2 separate regions of the Ovis aries genome follow, and region 2 is linked to region 1. The links are chromatin contacts, called in public Hi-C maps. All regions are on one chromosome and are shown on one strand. The core of a region is the stretch at or near the end of the contact, and the rest is flanking DNA. Distances in the headings are between cores, read along the strand shown. Region 1 holds the start of KAT7 (lysine acetyltransferase 7). Region 2 holds the start of NXPH3 (neurexophilin 3).

Evidence for each region. Hi-C and Micro-C count contacts between places; a contact is called where the count stands out from the background.
Region 2: a Hi-C map of tail adipose tissue shows a contact between it and region 1, with 5 times the contacts expected there. The contact joins the promoter of NXPH3 here to the promoter of KAT7 in region 1. A contact is called at or near these places in 3 of 16 Hi-C or Micro-C datasets (liver, skin fibroblasts and tail adipose tissue).

What each region holds. Positions count from the first base shown.
Region 1 is chr11:36,578,428-36,582,992 of ARS-UI_Ramb_v3.0, forward strand. It overlaps KAT7 (lysine acetyltransferase 7), which reads right to left and starts at 2,023. Exons shown (of 15, transcript XM_015098720.3): 1 at 1,855-2,023. The coding sequence starts at 1,869. It overlaps FAM117A (family with sequence similarity 117 member A), which reads left to right and starts at 2,605. Exons shown (of 8, transcript XM_060395548.1): 1 at 2,605-2,682.
Region 2 is chr11:36,769,630-36,774,697 of ARS-UI_Ramb_v3.0, forward strand. It overlaps NXPH3 (neurexophilin 3), which reads right to left and starts at 3,422. Exons shown (of 2, transcript XM_004012789.6): 1 at 3,205-3,422; 2 at 1-828. The coding sequence starts at 3,258. The coding sequence ends at 124.

The DNA of each region.
Region 1 (4,565 bases), core at 773-3,272:
TTTTAAAAATCACCTTTTCAATTAATAATTATTTACCAATTGTTAGCGTTCTGAGCTAACATGTTAGCCAGAGATAACTTTTATCAACTGCGCTAATAAAAGTATTAACTTTTATTAACACTATACCTTTTACTAAACCAGAAAGAGAAACATATTTGCTAAAAAAAAAAAAAAAACAAACAAAAAAAAAAACACTAAAGCTTCAAATTACTAAGTTCTTTATTCAAAATCCTAAGCACCAGTTGTTTAGCATTCATAACCTTTTAGATTTTTGGAAAGAGAAAAATTTGCATACATCTGCAAATAATAACCTTTCTGCAGCAAAATTTATAAACATTCACACTAAATGAGACACACAAAAACTGTAAATCGCCTCAGGACAGTTTATGCCACCAAATAAGCTACTAAAAAGCACACATTTTCACAAGTTCTCTGTATCTGGGAACTGCAGAAAGAACTGTGGGCCTATTCCAAGGCACCAGTACTACTGTTGCATTTGGTGAGCCTTAATACCACCTATCAATGTACATCACTGTAGGAGACATTAAAAAGTATAAATACCTGAAAGCCTCTGGGAAGAGAAACATTTCTGCAGAAATGAACAAAAATACAATAAACTTTCCAAATATCCAAAGCTAATCTGCCCAGACACTGAGTGGAGGCTCCAGAGACAGTCACAGAAAATTGGCAGAACAAAAGGGGAGTCTTAAAAGTCATCCAGTCCAATTACTCAGATATTGAATCCCTAATTATCTTTGACCATCACCTTCCCGGCTTGATCATGGAATTGATTTCTTCTCTCCCGGCTTTTACTAATCTACTTCCCATCTTACTCCATAGTAGACTTAATTGCTCTCTCACTTTCGTGCCATTAAGCTTTGTCTATTACTGCCAAGTAGAGAATTTACTAGATCCTTTCAAGTTATTTACGAGTCTGTTTTCCCCATCAGACTCAGATTTCCTTAAGCCAAGGATCATGTCTAATTAATTTCTGAATCCCCAGCAGCCAGCAGGTAGCAAGCAGTCAATAAACATTTGTTGAATTAGATTTGTTCTGGAGTCCCGGCTCTGCATTGCCTAATTGAGTGGCTTGGGGTACTCCATTAAGCCTGTTTGTTTAGCTGAGAAAAGAAGGGGTGGGGGGTGTCCCTAGGTGATCTCATAAACCCCATCTAATTTTATAAAGTTTCTGATTTAACGAACTGCATTTTGTAGGCGCTAACTAAGCAGACAAGGAAAAATCACAGCTTAGGAGCAACAGGCCAGAGTGAGATCCCTGGGGAGTGGGCGCTGGTTTTCCACCACCCAGTTCTCGGCTTTGTTCTGTCCCCCGCGGGGAAAGGAAGGATGCTCCAAAACTCTGCCTCTGTGAGCATCATCAGACGGAAGGGAGGGGATTCGAGCCACCCAACCGCGGTCCCGATAAACCGCGCCCCCACAGGACAGACTGGCAGGCCTAGCCAATCAAGAGAGGAGAGATCGTTCTCTACGGCCTGTCGGACAGCGATAGAGCCGGGCCCATACACCGCCCCCACACGCGGGGAGGTGACCGTTGAGCCCAAATGGGCGGTGTCACCAGCCAATCAATATGTTTCTAGACGTTTCAGCGACCAATTAACGAGAAGAACGCCTCCGAGCCAGGCAAGCAGAGGGCGGGAATAGTTGCAACCATAGGCCGAGGCCAGGGTCGGGCCCACATTTTTCTGTTGGGTAGGGACAGAAGAGGGTTGCTAAGCTAGGTTCGGGGGAGCGGGAAGTTGGAACCCAACCATTATGAGGCGTGGCCAACTGCGTCATGTTTCTCAAACGACTGTCCTTAGAAACCCGCCATCCCTCCCGTCTTGTTCCTCTCACCTTCCTTCGAGGCATTGCCGGCTGCTGCGGCCCGACGGTTATGATTCGGGCAGCGGCGGCAGCAGCAGGAACGGTGGCTCCGGCGGGCTCCGTGGCGGCCTGTGTAGCAGTCCCAATCCTGCGGACGATCCCAAGTGCCTCCTGCTTCTCAGCGTCTAGAGCCTTCTGCGCAGGCGCCGCGGGCTGAGGCGCTTTTTCCTCCACTTCCGGCTGGGGTTTGCGTCACATGACGTTCGGGTCAAAGAGGATGCTGGGAGGTTCGTTACCCTGGTGAGGCTACTGAGCGCCATTTTGGACTTGGGCAGGAAGTGGCTCCGGTGGTGGAAAGTAGGGCCAGCCAAGTTTAGTTAGGGGAATGGCACCCTTTGTAGGCGTAGGTAGCCATTCCTGTTTGGGGCAGAAGCCAGACAATTGAAGTTAACGGTTCTCATCTTTACCTAGGGCAAAATTTCCCTTCCTGGTCGTTTTAATTTCTGAAGTCGAGGAAGGAAAGCCCCAGAATCCATCAGGTTGCTGAGATTTAACCCCTTCGTCGCCGAATTGGCTAAAGGACGTTTCCGTTTATGGGCATAAACTCAAAGTTGGGAAGGGATATTTTGCAGATGAAACAATTTTAACAGCTATCCTGTGTCAAAATGGTGAGGAATGGGAGCTTGGGAAAGGAACGAAAGGGTAGCGTCCATCGCCAGGAAGTTTCTTGTCTGGTAGAGGAGACATTGTCCTTGCCCTTTAGCAAACATCAAGTAGATTAATTCGTTCAATCGCGGAAGGAGACCGAACCATTCTCCAGAAGCTGTAGCTCCAAAGAAGAGCCAGTTTAGCTCTGTGGTGAGCACCCGTCTCCTTACCCCATCCTGTATGGTTATGAGCGCCTTGGGTGGCCCGCGGGATCAGAATGTGTGTGCATCTGTGTGCGCCAGAGCCACAGAAGCGTTGAACTTCATGAGCCCAAGTGACCTCTCGAAACTCAGCTGCTTCAGCCAACAGTTGAGGGACGGAGGAACAGGAAGGAATATTTTTAGTAAAGGTGTATCTCAGGCACTGATTTTTAAATAATAGTGAGGGAGCCTCGAAAGAAGAAGTTGTGGAAGATGTAAGGCTAGAAGAGTTTAAAGGTAGGGAAGTGGATAGCAGACGATGAGGATTTGAGTGAGTGAAAGTCGCTCAGTCGTGTCCGACTCTGCGACCCCAAGGGCTGTAGTCCGTGGAATTCTCCAGGCCAGAATACTGGAACGGGTACCCTTTTTCTTCTCCAGGGGATGTTCCAACCCAGGGATCGAACCCAGGTCTCCCGCATTGCGGGCGGATTCTTTACCGGCTAAGCCACAAGGGAAGCCCGTTGAGGATTTGGCCTTGCTAAAAGAAGAGCCTTGAGAAGACCAAGGCTTGCCCCGGAGCGCATGGGTGGGATCCAGGCAGGCTCAGTCGTTAATTTAGGATCATTTGATTGATGTGCTAAACAGAGGACTCTGAAGGATTGAAGTTCCAGACCCTTAGCTAACACTCTCCTTGGAGATATTCTGCGTGCTTAATCCCTCAGTCGTGTGTGACTCTTTGCGACCCCATGCACTGCAGCCTGCCAGGCTCCTCTGTCCATGGGATTCTCCAGGCAGGAATACTGGAGTGGGTTGCCAGACCCTCCTCCAGGGGATCTTCCCAACTCAGGGATCGAACTCAGTCAGGTCTCCCACCTTACAGGTGGATTGTTTACCATCTGAGCCACCAGGGAGATATTCTAGGCTAATGTTAAGGCACACAGCTTTTGGTATTTTGTTTTTCTTATTTTAGCTTTTAGTCTTTACTATAGATACCTTTGAATAACTTACTTAGTTTGAAGTGCACATAAGATCTTATTTGGAAAGGGCTCCTGCTTATTCTTCGTTTGTATCCCCTCAGGACTTAAGCATTTAATTTCACACTATTACTTTTATTCTGCACTTACTGGTATGTTCCTAAGGTTATTTTTTAGTGTTCTGGCTCCCCAGCTGTTGGTAAGGAGATCTTATGGTAAGAGCATGTCTCACTTCTTTAATACCATCCTTAATAGTACTCAGTCCATTCTATGCTGTGCTTAGTCCCTCAGTCGTGTGCAACTCGTTGCGTTCCCATGGACTGTAGCCCGCCAGGCTCTTCTGTCCATGGCATTTCTCGGGCAAGAATACTGGAGGGGGTTGCCATTTCCTTTTCCAGGGGATCTTTCTGACTCAGGGATGGAACCCACATCTTTTGCATTGGCAGACGTGTCCAGCATTGGCAGATGTGTCCTGCATTGGCAGATGGATTCTTTACCACTAGCGCCACCTGTGAAGCCTACAGTAAATTCTTCCTGGTCAACCATAATATGTTTACTGTTTCACAGTCTGAATGTATAGCACTCAAAGATGGTGAAGGATGCCTCCCTGGAAACTAGTATCTTAGAGTAAAATCTTATCCAGACTTAACTATTCATCATACAAACACCAACATTACAGATGTTCAACATTAATTAATCACTTACAAACACTGCAGCCAGCACTGAGAGAGTTTATGGTTTCATTTAGACATGGTTCTTGCCCTTGGAAAGTATACCCTCTAGCAAAAAGATGGAAAAACTAACACCAGTGGGATAGAAATGTGATCGTAAGAAAAGTGTGTACTAAAGATGAAAAACACCTAGGTATGTTTAGGATGGAGAGGGGGAAATCCTGAAAGCTTTTTCTCTCTTCCTTTCT
Region 2 (5,068 bases), core at 2,172-4,671, 190 kb after region 1:
TCCACCCCGGAGCTCCCTGCCTGAGGCCCCTTCCCTTCCCTGCCCAGTATCCAGACAGATGGCTTCCTGTGTGGGCAGGCCTGTCCTTCCAGCCCTGGCCTGCCCTTTGTGGCCTGCCCAGGGTCACCCAGAGGGGTAGTAGGGAGTGTCGCTGTGGTAGTTGTAATCCGGGCACACCTTCTGGACTAGCCTGTAGTCCGTGCTGTAGAAGGCGATGTAGACGCAGACGACTTTGAAGGGCTGGGAGCAGCTCCAGGTGGCTGAGCTCTGAGCGTGGTCTCGGGAGCAGGTCTTGGCTGGGTCGTGGGTGCAGAGCGAAACGCGGCGGCCCCGCTCCACCTTCTCCCACTCCATCCGGCAGTTGAAGATTTTGGAAGCTTTGGCTTCGATGAAGATCTGCTGCTCCTGGTGGAACTCTACAGCTTTACTCGGGGGCACGAGGCTGATGGAGATATTGCCCTGGCCTGTGGCATTGTGTCGGAAGTGGACACTGAAGGTCCCGTTGCCGTGGTCCACGATCTTCCCCGTGACCAGCAGGTTCAGGGCTACCGTCTTGATGTTGGAGTAGAAATCACCCCAGCCAAAGATTTTCTTTACTTTGGCTGACGGCGGGGGGCTGTGGTTTGGGCGACTGGGGGGCTGCCCAAGGACCCCCCATGCCTCCCCAGGTGGAGCCAGCAGTCCTAGGAGAGTAGAGTTGGCCATGTGGCGGGACTTAGGGGACATGTGGCCCCGCTTTCGAGGCATCCGGGGCCGGGCCTGGCTCTCAGAGTCATCATGCTCAGGGTCCTCTGAGCCTGGCGGGCCGTCATCCTGGCCGCAGATGACCTGCGGAGGGAGTTGGGAGGAGAGTGAGCACCTGGGTCCTCCTTCTGAGGACTCAGGAATTCCAGCCCACCACTCCTTACCACCAGCACCGTCTCTCTGCCCCTCCCTTCCACTCTGACTTGGGGCCAAGGGGCCCCGGCACGTTGCTCACTTACACTGGGGGTTGGGTGTGCATTCTGGCCTGTGTCATGGTTCCATCTCACGTTCTGACACTCAGGTCATGCCTAGCTCCTCTCACCACTGTGCTGCCTCTGGCCACTATTCAAATTCTGGAAGGATGGTGCGGAATTCTCTCCCGGGACCAAGGTTGCAGAGGTACCCAGCTTCTCCTCTTAAGAGAGCTCCAAGTCTAATGGGGGAGGCCCAGCTCCTGATCTCGGGAGAGCCTTCATCAGACCGCAGTACACCCCTCCGTTGACAGAGCAGTTGTTGTCTAGGAGAGATACAGTCTCCACCTCTGTGATATTCCCAGGCTAATGGGGGCGGTACACTGTCTGCCTTCAAAGAGCCCCAAGCCAGGTCGGGGTGCTCCATCTCTCTGCTGAGAGAGCCCCTCGTTTGACAGGGGAGGTACAGCCCTTGCCTTCGGGAACTTTCTAGTCTGTTGAATGAGACGCCATTCCTGCACTGGGGGAGTTTCTACCCTCAGAGGCAAAGAGAACCAACAGAGGATAGAGAAGAAAACAGAACCCAGTGAAGTTCTCTCTCAAGCACAAATGAGGTTTAGGTTTTAATGGGAGGGTTTGAGGGAGACCTGGGTGAGTTCCATAACCAGGATAACCAAACTCCACTGATGATAACATGCCAGGACACGACATACTAGGAGGGAGCTCTTCTTATTCCCATTTCTCAGATGGGGACACCAGCCTCACAGTGTACATCACCACAAGACTAGGTCCCTCAGGGTCAGTCCTCCTAATCCACCATACCCCCAGGCTCTCAGACCAGATGGGTCCTTCTATGGGAGTTTTATCCAAACCCTACCCTCATCTTGGATCTCTGGAAAGCTCTGTGGAGGCTCGGATGGCCTCTGCGGCATCCGCTCTATTGACAGGCAACATCTGGGGAGGCTTCTTGAAGGAGCTGTGGGGAGGGCCAGCAGGACAGCCTGACAAGCTCAAACACAGGACAGCTCAGGAGGGCACCGGGGAATGGACCAGGTTCCCTGAGGACAGCTGCCCAGCATGGGTATGCTCAGCTTTTCAAGAAAGGCCCTCTGTGTCTCACAGCCAGCGCCAGGTGCACCAGCTCACAGCTGGGCAGCATCTGGACTTGCTGGGACCTGGGATAAGGATGTGGAATGCCTGAGGTTGTCATACGCACGGCTACAAAGGGGTTCGGGGTCTTCATGTCCCCTGTTCTGGCCCTGGCCATGTCTGCGGTTGTGCGCGGTGTCCCTGCCTGCCAGGACCCAAGGGTGGGGGAAAGGGACAGCAGGAGGGGAGGGCCGCGGGGCTGGGGTCAAGGCAGAAGACGTGTGCGTGTACTTAACCCTGAGGGGGCGGGGGTCACAGCTGAATGTCTGGAGGATGGAGAGAAGGGCCCTAGGGGGAGATATGACAAGGGAAGGGTTCTTCCACACAATGGCAAAGGGGATTATTGTTTTGAGAAGACCCAGATGTGGCTCTGAGGCTTCTCCACGACAGGATTGGTAGGTGGCGGTCGGTCGGAGGGGATTCGCGCCCTGAGCTGGGGTCTAGTGTGGATTCCCCGCGTCCTGGGCCGCCAGGAAGACGCGAGCGAGCGCACGGGGAGCGGGCTTCGGGCGCTCCGCTCAGCTGCCGCGAGCGCCCGGGGCGGGAGCCGCCTGCCCAGGTCCTGTGGGGCTCGGGCTGCGCGCAGCCGGGAGAGGAGGAAAACAACAGGCAAGGAGGGAGGGAGCGGGAGGGAAGGCGGGAGCGAGGGACGCGGGGGCCACCCCCCGCCTGGGCCAGCTCGTGCGCTGGGGGCCCCAGAGCGCGGGGCCCTCCGGGTCCCTCCGCGTCCCCGAGGTCACGGAAGAGCCCATGCCCCCTACCCTGGCAGATCATCAGCTCCACAGCCACCCTCCACTACCCTTCCGCACGGCCCGGGGCCCGGGAAGAGGTCGAGTGACCCTTGGCGACGTCTGCGGGCATTTTCCCTCGTGCCCGTCGCACCTCCCGCCACCAGCGGCCGAGTAGGTGGGCCAGCCCAGCACCCTCTCCCCGCCCCTATTAACCCTTCCTGTACAGTCTCCGGCCTCGGACCCGCCCTCTCCCCCAGCCTCGAGGCTTCTCCTCCATCCCCGGGATGTTGGGGGGAAGGGAGAAAGTTTTCGGGCTCGGAAGCTTCCCGCGCTCTCCCCCAGTCCTCCCAGCCCCCGCCCCTCCGCGCCGCTCCCCGCGGATCACTCACCAGATAGAGGCTGCCCTGCACTAGGAACACGAAGCAGCAGCGAGTCAGTTGCATCTTCCTCTTTGCTCTCGTGCCCCTTCCTCGCGTCTGTTCCCTTCAGGGTCCCAGGCCCTTCCTCACCCCTGCTCGCTCCTTCAGGCGCGCCGTCCCATGCTCCAGTCCCCCGGCCCCCGGCGGCCCTCCGCGCGGCCAGCCGCCCAGGACCGACCCCGCCCCCTTCGGTCCAGCTGTGCAGCCGCCGCCCCCCTCCCCGGTCCAGCTGCGCGCGGCGCGGCCCCCTCTCGCGGCCCCAGATGTGCGCCCCGACCGCCTCGAAGGGCCCCAGCTGCGCGGTGGCTCCGCGGCCGCAGATATGCCCCCTCGGTTCCAGCGGCGTCGCTCTCGCCCAGATGTGTTGGGGACCCGCGCGCGCGCTCGCCCCAGAGCTAATTCCCCGGGCCAGATGGCCCCTCCCGCCCCGTCGCGGCGCGCCCCCTGGCGGACGCCCCTGGCCGCGCCAAGCCCCGCCGCCGCTACCCGCGCTGCCTCCCGCCAGACTGGAGCGCTCCTGGCGCCCAGGCGGCTCCCGCTTCCTCGTCCCTCCCACCACCGGCGGCGGCGGCGGCGGCGGCAGGTACTGTGAGCCCAGCCGGTACCTCCGCAGTTAACTCCTCCCCTGCCGGCCCGCAACCCGGGGATTTAGGACGCAGGGGGCAGGATTTGGGGGCGGAGTTCACTCCGCGAGGCAGGGAGAGGGTGGTGACCTCGGGGATAGGAACCCTACTAATTCCAACCCTGAGCAGGGCCTCTGTTCCTGGTAAGGAGCATTGAGAATCTGCTGCCCTGCCCTGAACCCCAAGAGACCTGGAATGTGGAAAGATTATTTTTCCCAAACCCCGTTACAAGAGAGCCAGAAAAGAAGGTCTTCCTTCCGTCTCCACAGCCCAAAGTCCACCTCTGTCTGCAAGACTTGCTTTTGTGCTGGGGGAAGTTCTTCTGGGTGTCTAGCCTGAACTCCTTTGGTTATAATCTCAATTCCTATCCTCTTCTGCTTTACTCAGAGGGGCTGGGATAACCCTCCTCACCTCCCCCCAGTACCTCTCAGTCCAGTCGCTGTGACAGGAAACTTGACTGGAGTCTTGGGATGAAAAGGCAGCTAGGGGCCAGGCTGGATATCTGGGGCTGGGGTCAAGGGTAAGCCTCCTGAGAAGCTGAGAAGTGAGGTGAGCAAGGCCCCTGGAGGCTGTACCTCCATTCTTCACTCTGCCCTTCCTATGAGGGATGTGGGGTTCCTATGCCAGCAGGGTATCTGTCTCAGGTTTCTGCAACCCTCCAGGGCAAGAAGGAAGAAAAAGACCCTCATTCGAGATTGCAAAGTGGGGCCCATCCCCCATTGCCCCACATCTCCACGTTGTCTTCTTGGAATTGCAGGGCCCCTTTAGTCCTTAGAAAAATCAAAGGTCAAGTCCCAGCACCCAGCACTTTTCAGAGGCTGTGAGGCTGAGGAGGTACCCCAGCATTTGGAACAGCCCCAGCCTGGGCTTGGCCCATGGGGCAGGGTGGGTGGGCACTCTGCTGTGGCCCTCGAGGCCCAGCTTGGTCTCTGGCTGCAGCCCCCAGCACGCACCCAGCCTCCTCCCCCACCATCTGCCAGGCGGGTGCATGGGGAATGCAGATGAATCTTAATATCAGCCTGGGCCAAGTGCGATGAGGGAGACAGATTCTGCAGAACCCAGACAGCGTCACAGGGCCCCCTGCATTCCCCAGGCACCCTGGGCAGTACAGGAGACAGCAGCCCTTCTCTGGGGGTGGTGGGGGGTGTGCATGTCTAATCAAAGACCACCCCCCACCCCAGCAAAGCCAGGGGAGGAAGGAACAGATAAAT